Regions from separate parts of the Mus musculus genome. Here region 2 is linked to region 1. A link is a contact called in public HiChIP or PLAC-seq data. All regions are on one chromosome and are shown on one strand. The core of a region is the stretch at or near the end of the contact, and the rest is flanking DNA. Distances in the headings are between cores, read along the strand shown.

Region 1 (4,758 bases), core at 1,158-3,657:
TTCTTTTTTTTTTTTTTTTTCTTTGAGACAGGGTTTCTCTGTGTAGCCTTGGCTGTCCTGGAACCTACTCTGTAGACCAGACTGGCCTCGAACTCAGAAATCCACCTGCCTCTGCCTCCCAAGTGCTGGGATTAAAGGCGTGCGCCACCACTGCCTGGCCAAGTTCAGTAGTTCTAAGACAGTGAAATCTACCCTCATCGTGTGCCTCAGTGACCTCATTCCTAACTTAACAAGAAAAAGTAGAAACAGGTATGTACAGCACAGAAGCTCATGTGAGAATACTGAGAGCACTTTTCCCCACAATGGCCCAAATCTAGGGAGAAAAAAAACAAAAACAAGCAAACATGAATCTACTGGTAAATGGATGAACAGTTGTGGTTAGTTTATGAAAATTGTGGTACATCTATGAATATGGAATATGAGGAAACAAGGGCAAGAAAGTCCTGGGGCTGAGACAACAGCTCAGCATGGGGAAAGTCGTGTGGTCCATCCCAGTATGGCAAGAAAACCATGTAACAAAATACTGATCACACAATGGACGTGAGTGAGTCTCATAAGCATTACACCCAGAAGGAATATGGTTTTGCTTTGTGATAATTACATAATACAACAAATATAGAAAATTGAATGGGTGCTAAGCCTGGTGGGGACAAAGTGACATGGTTCCTAGCCCTGGGACAGGGCCCTGGTGTGAGCCTCCACCAAGTGTCAATGGCTGCTGTGGGTGTAAAGCACTTGTCTGGAAGTCAAGAGTGTGGCTATATGGGGGCGGGGGGAAGGGCATGGGGGAACTTTTGGGATAGCATTTGAAATGTAAATGAAGAAAATACCTAATCAAAAAAAAAAAAAGTTTGGCTATGACTCAGCAAAATGGTAAACACTGGGACCTTCAAACAGCCCTTAAGGCTATGGGAAAGAGCTTTAAATACATTTTGAAAATGTATAATTTCTCAACTATGCAAAAATATAAAGATGCAATATGAATTATGAGGGGCTTCATGAATCTAAAGGAACAGAGGTAGCTACGATGAGCCAGCTGGTCAGGAAGATACAAAGACAGGCAGATGGAAATGCAGGCAGATTCCTGGGTTCAAGGTCAGCCTGGGACTTAGAAAGTGCAGGCCTGGGTGCAGGGAAAATGGTAATTTCAGGGCAGAGTCCCACCTAACTAGTTTACCACCTGTGCTTAACAAAAGCAGACTGATCTCTGAATTGTTTGCATTGTCAAGAAACAAAGGTAAGTTTACTGTCCTACAAATAAATGGCTGGGGTAACAGGATGCTGGATTGAAATGTAAAATAAAAGACTGGACCTGTGCTCTGCAGGAGATGGGCTATCCAGAAAACTTAGGAAAACAAGAGAACTGCTTAGACAACTGACATTCACGCATTTGCTTTCGTGCTGAAGCACACAAGTAAGCAGGACTTGGACAGAGAGATCTCTTAGAATAGCAAGCAAGCAGAATATAGACCAGAGAGATCTCCAGAGAGAAAGCAGAGCATAGAAGCAGACTGGAAAAGCTGTATCTAGCAGAGCACAGGTCTTAGCTTGAATCTACAGTTTGACTTCAAGTGGTTCTTTTCGAGGCTCCCAGACTCCCCTTCTCAGAACCCCTCTCCAAGCCGAAGCTGGTCCTTGTCAAATGCACATTCCACAATCCAGAACTGTAGCTCAGTGGACAGAGTGCTGACGTAGCGTGCATGAGGCCCTAGGTTCAGTCCCCTGCCCTGCAGAAGCAGGGTGTGGCTGCACGTGACTGTACTTGCCCCACTTGGGAGGTGGAGGCTCAAGAACCAAAGTTCATTGTAACCTCTGCTATGGTAGAGCAAGTTCAAGGCTAGCCTCTGCTAGAAGCCTTGACCAAAAAAGCAAACAAAAGTCACCAAGAAAGTGCATTTGAATTGTTTCATCCCAAGATAAGTGCTTGACTTGATGGCTGTGTTAACGAGCTTGATTTAATTGTTTTGTCATTTCATAAATCACAAAGTACCTCACTCTGTACTCCATACAGCAAGATTATTTCAATTTATAATATAAAAATTAAAATTAAACTAAAAGGCATATTCTGTAAACGAAATCAGAAACAAAAGGCTGCCTACTATATGTCGCTATTTACAGGTGATCCCATGAAATGCAAAGCTACCGGGACAGAGAACAACTCAGGGACTCCAGGGCTCTGTGACTGTGAGGCTGAGGACAAGGAAATACCACAGGAGGAGATAACAACAGTTACTGATTTATTGATTTATTTAGTGATTCTCCTAAAGCGCTGTTAGAATGCCTAAAGCCAAACATGGCTTCACTTGCCTACCTGGAACAGAGCCACCTGAGAAACACTTAAAACAATGAGTCGTTGCCCTTAACAACCTGACTTCCGCTCAGGCTTCTTGCTGTCTTGCAAGTGCCAGTAAAAGCTCACTAGCTCCCCCTTGTGGTTTTAGATATAAAACGGGGACACAGACTGGGTCAATACCAAGGCCTGCTGGGAGCTGTCCTGGCTTTGGTCCAGATATCTCTCTTCCACTCCCACTGGTGTCAGAGTGCTTATTCTAGAAAGATTCCCACAACAGGAGCAAGAGAGGAGTGGGGTTTTCACTTGCATTTTATGTGTATGAGTGATGTGCCATGTTCATACAGTGTCCGTGGAGGACGCCTTTGTCCCCTGGGACTGGAGTTACAACTAGTGTGCTCCATCTTGTAGGTGCTGGGAACTGAACCTGGGTTCTCTGGAAGAGTAAGTGCTTTTAATTGTTGATCCCCAAAAGGGGATTTTGAGAGTAATGGACTTTTTCCACATTTTTATTGTGGGGGTATATTTATAATTATTTATAGTTTTTGTTTGTTTGTTTGGGTATATTTATATTTATTTATAGTTTTTGTTTGTTTGGTTTGGTTTTTCTTTTCTTTTTTTTTTTTAAAGATTTATTTATTTATTATATGTAAGTACACTGTAGCTGTCTTCAGACACTCCAGAAGAGGGAGTCAGATCTTGTTACAGATGGTTGTGAGCCACCATGTGGTTGCTGGGATTTGAACTTCAGACCTTCGGAAGAGCAGTCGGGTGCTCTTACCCACTAAGCCATCTCACCAGCCCTGGTTTGGTTTTTCGAGCCAGGGTTTCTCTGTAGCCCTGGCTGTCCTGGAACTCACTTTGTAGACCAGGCTGGCCTCAAACTCAGAAATCCGCCTGCCTCTGCCTCCCAAGTGCTGGAATTAAAGGCATGCGCCACCATGCCCGGCTTATTTATAGTTTTAAAGCTTGTCAAACTCTACACATAAAGGAGTTGACTGTAACTGTATGCAAATTATCCATGAATATTTCTTAGTTATATATACTGAACAAGCAAAAGAGACAGTGGGTGTGATTTCAGAAATGATGTTCATATATCCCCCCCAAACCAAACAAACAAAAAACGAGGACCCCCCCCCCCCAAAAAAAAACCCAAAAAGCCCTACTTTTACCTCTGAAATAGCCCTGAGGAAACAAAGTCTTGCTCCCCCTGGTGGCCTCCATGTGCATTGACAGTCTGTTCCCTGACAAGCTGCTGGGACCCAGGCTCAGGCTAAGACCTCTTGCTGCCAGAGATTGGAGCTCCTTGAGGCTAGAAAGTGGTTGTTAGTGTACCACAGGCATTGTCCTAAAGTTTTGGGGCGTGCTGGTGAGATGGCTCAGCAGGTAAGAGCACCCGATTGCTCTTCCAAAGGTCCTGAGTTCAAGTCTCAGCAACCACATGGTGGCTCACAACCATCCGTAATGAGATCTGACTCCCTCTTCTGGAGTGTCTGAAGACAGCTACAGTGTACTTACATATAATACATAAATAAATCTAGAGTTTTGGGGCTGCTTTGATTACTTTTCTATTGCTGTGATCAAACGCCATGACCAAAAGCAACTTAGGGAGGAAAGGGTTTCTTTCTGCTCACACCTCTTAGGTCATCCAACGTCACTGGGGGAAGTCAGGACAGGAACTCAAGCAGGAACCTGAAGGCAGGAACTTAAGCACAGACCATGGAAGAACAATGCTTACATTTATTTTATGTATATGAGTACACTGTAGCTGTGCAGATGGTTGTGAACCATCCTGTGGTTGCTGGGAATTGAACTCAGGACCTCTGCCCACTCTGGCCCTGCTCGCTCCAGAGAAAGATTTATTTATTATTATATGTAAGTACACTGTAGCTGTCTTCAGACACACCAGAAGAGGGCATCAGATCTCATTAGGGATGGTTGTGAGCCACCATGTAGTTGCTGGGATTTGAACTCAATGCTCTTAACCATCTCTTCAGCCTTCAACCTGCTTTCTTGTACCACCCAAGAGCACTTGCTCAGAGTTGGCAATGAGCTGGGCTCTCCCACATCAATCAACAATCAATCAAAATATAACCCACCCACCCCCATCCCCACCATGTCTGCACAGGCTTGCCCAATAGCCAGTCTTTCGGGGAATTTTCTCAATTGATGTTCTCTCTCCTAAAAGGACTCTAGTTTATGTCAATCTGACAAAGACACTAACCAGGACAGGGATTTTGCACATTGACAAAGCAAAAACAGACTTCTGTCAGGATTCTGAATTGTAAAGTCAGCTGCAATCAAGCCTCATAGAAAGAAGGCAGAACTGGCAAGCTATTTAAAAACACAAAACAAGACAGGCTTGGTGACACATATCTATCGTCCCAGCTACTCCAGAGGCTGAGGCAGGGAGATAACAAATTCCAGACCTGCCTATGCTTCGAGTGGGCTTAAGGTCAGACTGGGAA
Region 2 (4,758 bases), core at 729-3,228, 90 kb after region 1:
AAAATGTCCCTCTCCCCAGGCTGAAGAGAGGAGGCTCTTGAAGTACCACACTGCAGAGAGACCTGAGCTGCTGGACAGAATCCACCCGCGCTGGCCAGAGCTGCCCCCATCTCTCTCTTAATACCTGAATGTGTAGACACGGGACTCTAAATGAAAAATGTATTGAAATCACTGGAGGGTCTTCTGGTTCTGAAAGTTTGGGGAAACAGCCTACAGAGACGAGTTCCTAACAGTTTCCTGGATGGCTGAGGCTGGAGTGAGGAGCCAGGGGTCAGGAAGTAGGGAAACATTTGACTTTAAAAGCCACAGTGAGCCATTGACTACAGGCAGGTCAGTTTCCCTATCTGCAGGTCAGGTGGGCTACGAGCTCCCTTTGTTTGTCAGTGGTGTGTGTGTGTGTGTGTGTGTGTGTGTGATATGCGTGTGTGCACATATTATGAGTACACATGAAGGCCTGAGATTGATGCTGGGAATCACCTTTGATTGCCTGCTTGACCTTACTCAATGAGGCAAGGTCTCTCAACCAAACTTAGAGCTCACTGATATGGCTAAATTCCCCTAGTCAGTTTGCCCCTGGCATCCTCTTATCTCTGCCTTCTGGGACTGGGATTATAGGGGAATGACCATACCCACCCAACATTTCACATGGGTTCTGGGATTCAAACTCTGTCGTCATGTTTACAAGAAAAGAACTTCAGTGCTGAGCCATCTCCCTAGACCGAACATCCCTCTTTAATAACTCACACACGCTTTATCTGCTGGATCAACCCTGAGAAACGGGGCACTAGGAGTTACAGGTAACTTTGAGAAGTAAGGTCTCCTTGATGCTGGCAATCAGCTCCACGTTTGGGCCTTCACGAATCGATGAGGAGGACTGGTCAGCCTGCTTGCCTGAGTCTGGAGAGCAGCTGACTGGATTTGAAGTCTCCAAGATCTATTTCTCACTCATCAAATGATAATAGCCTGATCACATCCCATCTCAAAGGGCTGGGATGAGAAGGAGTGACTATAAACAAAGCATTTACAATACCATCTGTACACATCGACTGCTGTGTGGCAGCTTATTCATTATTATTAGTATTAGCCTTCTCTAAATTTGGAGAATGGGAGAAATATAGAAAAAAAATCCAAAGCTTGGTGATCATCTGCAATAAACGTGTAACGTTTAAACCCCAAGTGCTCGTTTTGCATTTCTATATATCGCCCTATTAATCACATGACAAATGGGTCTTGAGATTTGTTAAGGTCATTGTAATTAGTTATGATTTTGAAAAATAGTGCGTGGAAAATTTTCATGACTCAGGTGGACCGGAATAGTTTATTAACTGGGCTTGGGACCTAGTAACAGAAGCACTACTGCCACCTGGTGGCAACATACCAGAATTGTTGGCAAAAGCACCAAAGAAAAACAGTGAGAGGCTGCAACTCTAAAACTCAAAAAATTTAGAATGACACAGTTGGGGAGGAAGCCATACTGAGTTCTAAGTCCTGCCCCCCCCGCCAATAAGGTAAAAAGGGATGTAGATGTCTAACCTGTGGCTGCTGTTGAAGGTAAGCGGCCCTTGCTCTCCGTTCCATGGCCAGCCTTCCCATTCAGCAGGGACAAAGAGTCCCGCTATAAACCGGACTATGGGAGGCAGGCACTTGGGACTGATGAAGAACATGTCAGGTGTGGTGGCATAAGCTTATAATCTCAGCACTCAGAAAGCTGAGGCAAAAGGATCACAAGTTCAAGGCCAGCCTGGGCAGCACAGAGACACCTTCTCTCAAATCAAATCAAAGAACATACCAGAATGAAGGTGGCTGATCGCCTGGCAGAGAGGCTGTTTTCTGGAGAAAGGGTAGTCATGTTCCCCTCTTGTTGCCTTGGGAGTGGCCTGTGTCCAGCTCTTCCCTAGTGATCAGGGAACCAGGGAAAGGGGACTTCCTTTTAAGAGATGAACTGGACCTCTCTTGATTCCCTACATTTGAACAAATCCAGCTAGATGTGTGTCACAAGGCCCTGGAACTGCCATCACAATGACCTTGGAACACACACAGAAGCCAAGGAAGTAAATCTACAGACCACCCCCCTCTCCAGATTACAGTGTACACAGGCTATGTGTCAGAGGTTGAGTTAATGGATCCAGTGGGCTGGCTAGCTGGGGCGGACTTCCTGGAGGAGGTGAGCTACAACTTCCTATTTCTGGCTGTTGTTTTACCAGACCAGTACCAGAGCTCATAATACTACAGTTAGAGCCTCAGGTTTAGGGATGATTTTCCAAAACACCAAATCAGTATATCTGATCTGGAGACCAAGAGTAGGTTTATGTAAGACTACATAGGAGGCCACAATTTAGCATTTGAATAGTGGTTCCTGGTGTGTGTGTGTGTGTGTGTGAGATTCTCTACCTTATTTTTGAAACAGGGTTTCTCACTCAACCTGGCTAGACTGGTTGGTCAAGGATCCACCTGTTTCTGTCCCCAGCACTGAGGCTACAGATGTGTACATCTGTATGCATGGCTTTTTACAGGGTGACTGGAGATCCACACTCAGGTAGTCATGTTTGCATGGCAAACACTTTGTCCACTGAGCCAACTCCCCAACCCTCTGCTTTAGTTACCTATATACCCAGAGCAAGGTCTTGGGCAAACTAAGACAGTAGATTTGAGCACCAACTGGATGAATAACTTAATGAAATAACTGAAGCTGCAGGGTGTAGGGGTGCACGCCTTTAATGCCAGGACTCAGGGGGCAGAGACAGCAGATCTCTGTGAGTTCAAGGCCAGCCTGGTTTACAGAGTGAGTTCTAGAACAGTCAAGGCTAAATAGTGAGACCCTGTCTTGAAGAAAACAGACAAGTAGAGTAACTGCCATCCTCTCCCACCCCTTTCTGTACCTTGTACCTGTCTCTCTCCCTCCTACCCTGATTTCCATTACACCAGGGTCAATGTCAGATTATTTTGTGCTCAGTCTTCTAGTGCCCCGCCCCCAGCTTCCTGATGTCTGGTAGGTGTTGCTGTTAAACAGACCTGAGAAAGCGGCGACTCTTGGCTCCAGAGTCACGGTCTCTACCTCCAGCCTTACGTGCCTTTCCACTCAGGTCTGTCCTGGCTGGAAAGCATCTTTAGTCATTACACAAACCAAACTGCAGTCAGGAGCTCCAAGGTGGAACTTGGAGTCTGACCTCAAATCTGAAATCTACCAATCCCCCGGACTCCCCAGCCATGAAATCAGAACACAGCCAATCTCTGCCTTCGTAACTTTATTAACTGAGCTGTCCATATGGAAGTCTTGCGTAGACACAGTTCACGGTTTCATTGTCTGATAGTGTTCTGCTGGCTGGAGGCACTGCAGAAATCTCTGACAGCCCGGTAGCACCTGTCTTTTGCCTCCCTCTGTTTCCCCATCCAAATACGGGAAGATACTGAGAGCCTTTGCGCCTTGGCCTGCTGTCCCAGTCTCGGCAGAGCTGGAGGGGTGGGCAGCACCCATAGGCACTGAGTGGAATAGGAATCCACTCCACACACCTCAGAGCAGCTTCATTTGGAGGTCTGTGAGGTTTCCAAGTCAAACGTGGGAAGCAGGAGACACCACGTGGGTGTTCCTCACCGTGGATGACAGGGGCTGATGACGGATGCCTCTGTTCCTCCACATTAGTAATGCACCTTGTGGAGAATTAACTGCAAGCTTCTCGAAGTGAGGAGGATTGGCCAGAGAGGAGTAGGAACAATCTGATTGCTGAATGCAACTTGGTTTCTAAACCGAGTGTGGTGCACGTAGATCATCTGCTGAACTTCCTTTAACCTTCAGCTCCCTGGGTACAAATGCTGGGTCATAACTCTGCTCCAAATTAGCCAGCCCCGGCTACTCGTATTACTGCAGCCTCATAGAAACGATACAGAGGCTTAATATTCAAGCAATTCAAGGAACTCCACAGAGCACGAAGGGCCTGAATCTGACCCACATATTTTCAGATACTCTTTAAGAAATGGATTTATTTGTGTGTATGAGTGTATGTTCATGCGTGTGTGTGTGTGTGTGTGTGTGTGTGTGTGTGCACAATTGTGTACTGTACTGGCTGGTTTTGTGTGTTAACTTGACACAGGCTGGAGTTATCACAGAGAAAGGAGGAAATGCCTCCATGAGATCCAGCTGTGAGGCATTTTCTCAGTTGGTGATCCAGGGGAGAGGGCCCATTGTGGGTGGTCCTGGGTTCTATATGAAAGCAAGCTGAGCAAGACCGCGGAAGCAAGCCAGTAAGCAGCATCCCTCCATGACCTCTGCATCAGCTCCTGCTTGATTTCCAGTCCTGACTGCCTTGGGTAATGAGCAGCAATGTGGAAAGTGTAAGCTGAGTAAGCCCTTTCCTCCCCAGCTTGCTTCTTGGTCATGATGTTTGTGCAGGAATGGAGACCCTGACTAAGACATGTGCGTGTGCTCAGAGTCCAGGACGAGGCATTGGATGTCCCCCTCGAAGGAAGCTTCTCATCTTAAACCTGGGGCCCCCTCTTTCCCCACTAGCCTAAAAGCCAGCAAGCCCCAACTACTCTGTCTCCTCCTCTTCTACTTCAGAGCTGGGGTTACGGGTTTGTGCCAGATGCCCAGTTTGTTACATAGGTGCTGGCATCCAAATTCCTGTCTTCATGATTGTGCAGTAAACACTCAACCCTGAGCCATCTCTCCGGTCTCATTTGCAGATTCTTACCAGCACTTTATGTCTCCTGGGTCTCCTGGAGCTAAAGAGTCCCTGCTTCCACTTGTGTATATAATTGCCA

Evidence for each region. HiChIP or PLAC-seq counts read pairs in DNA pulled down with a chosen protein or histone mark.
Region 2: a contact with region 1 is called in an H3K27ac HiChIP or PLAC-seq map of embryonic stem cells, with 7 read pairs. The contact joins the promoter of Tbc1d21 here to the enhancer-like site in region 1. A contact is called at or near these places in 3 of 39 promoter capture datasets (the 3T3-L1 cell line and 3T3-L1-derived adipocytes), 20 of 484 Hi-C or Micro-C datasets (the HL-1 cell line, the HPC-7 cell line, brown adipocytes and 11 more), 2 of 115 datasets of contacts at active chromatin or transcription factors (embryonic stem cells and fibro-adipogenic progenitors) and 1 of 9 other capture datasets (adipose tissue).

What each region holds. Positions count from the first base shown.
Region 1 is chr9:58,278,279-58,283,036 of GRCm38.p6, forward strand. No RefSeq gene overlaps it. Among named protein-coding and RNA genes, the nearest start is that of Stoml1, 27 kb to the left of the region's middle. Within about 2 kb of position 2,408, at least 56 of the 459 cell types and tissues checked have an H3K27ac peak or open chromatin away from gene starts, as enhancers often do. A contact at or near this core is called in embryonic stem cells, pancreatic cancer cells and trophoblast stem cells, where this site is marked.
Region 2 is chr9:58,368,477-58,373,234 of GRCm38.p6, forward strand. It overlaps Tbc1d21 (TBC1 domain family, member 21), which reads right to left and starts at 1,979. Exons shown (of 11, transcript NM_028854.4): 1 at 1,790-1,979. The coding sequence starts at 1,849. It overlaps 1700072B07Rik (RIKEN cDNA 1700072B07 gene), which reads left to right and starts at 2,028. Exons shown (of 3, transcript NR_040727.1): 1 at 2,028-2,164.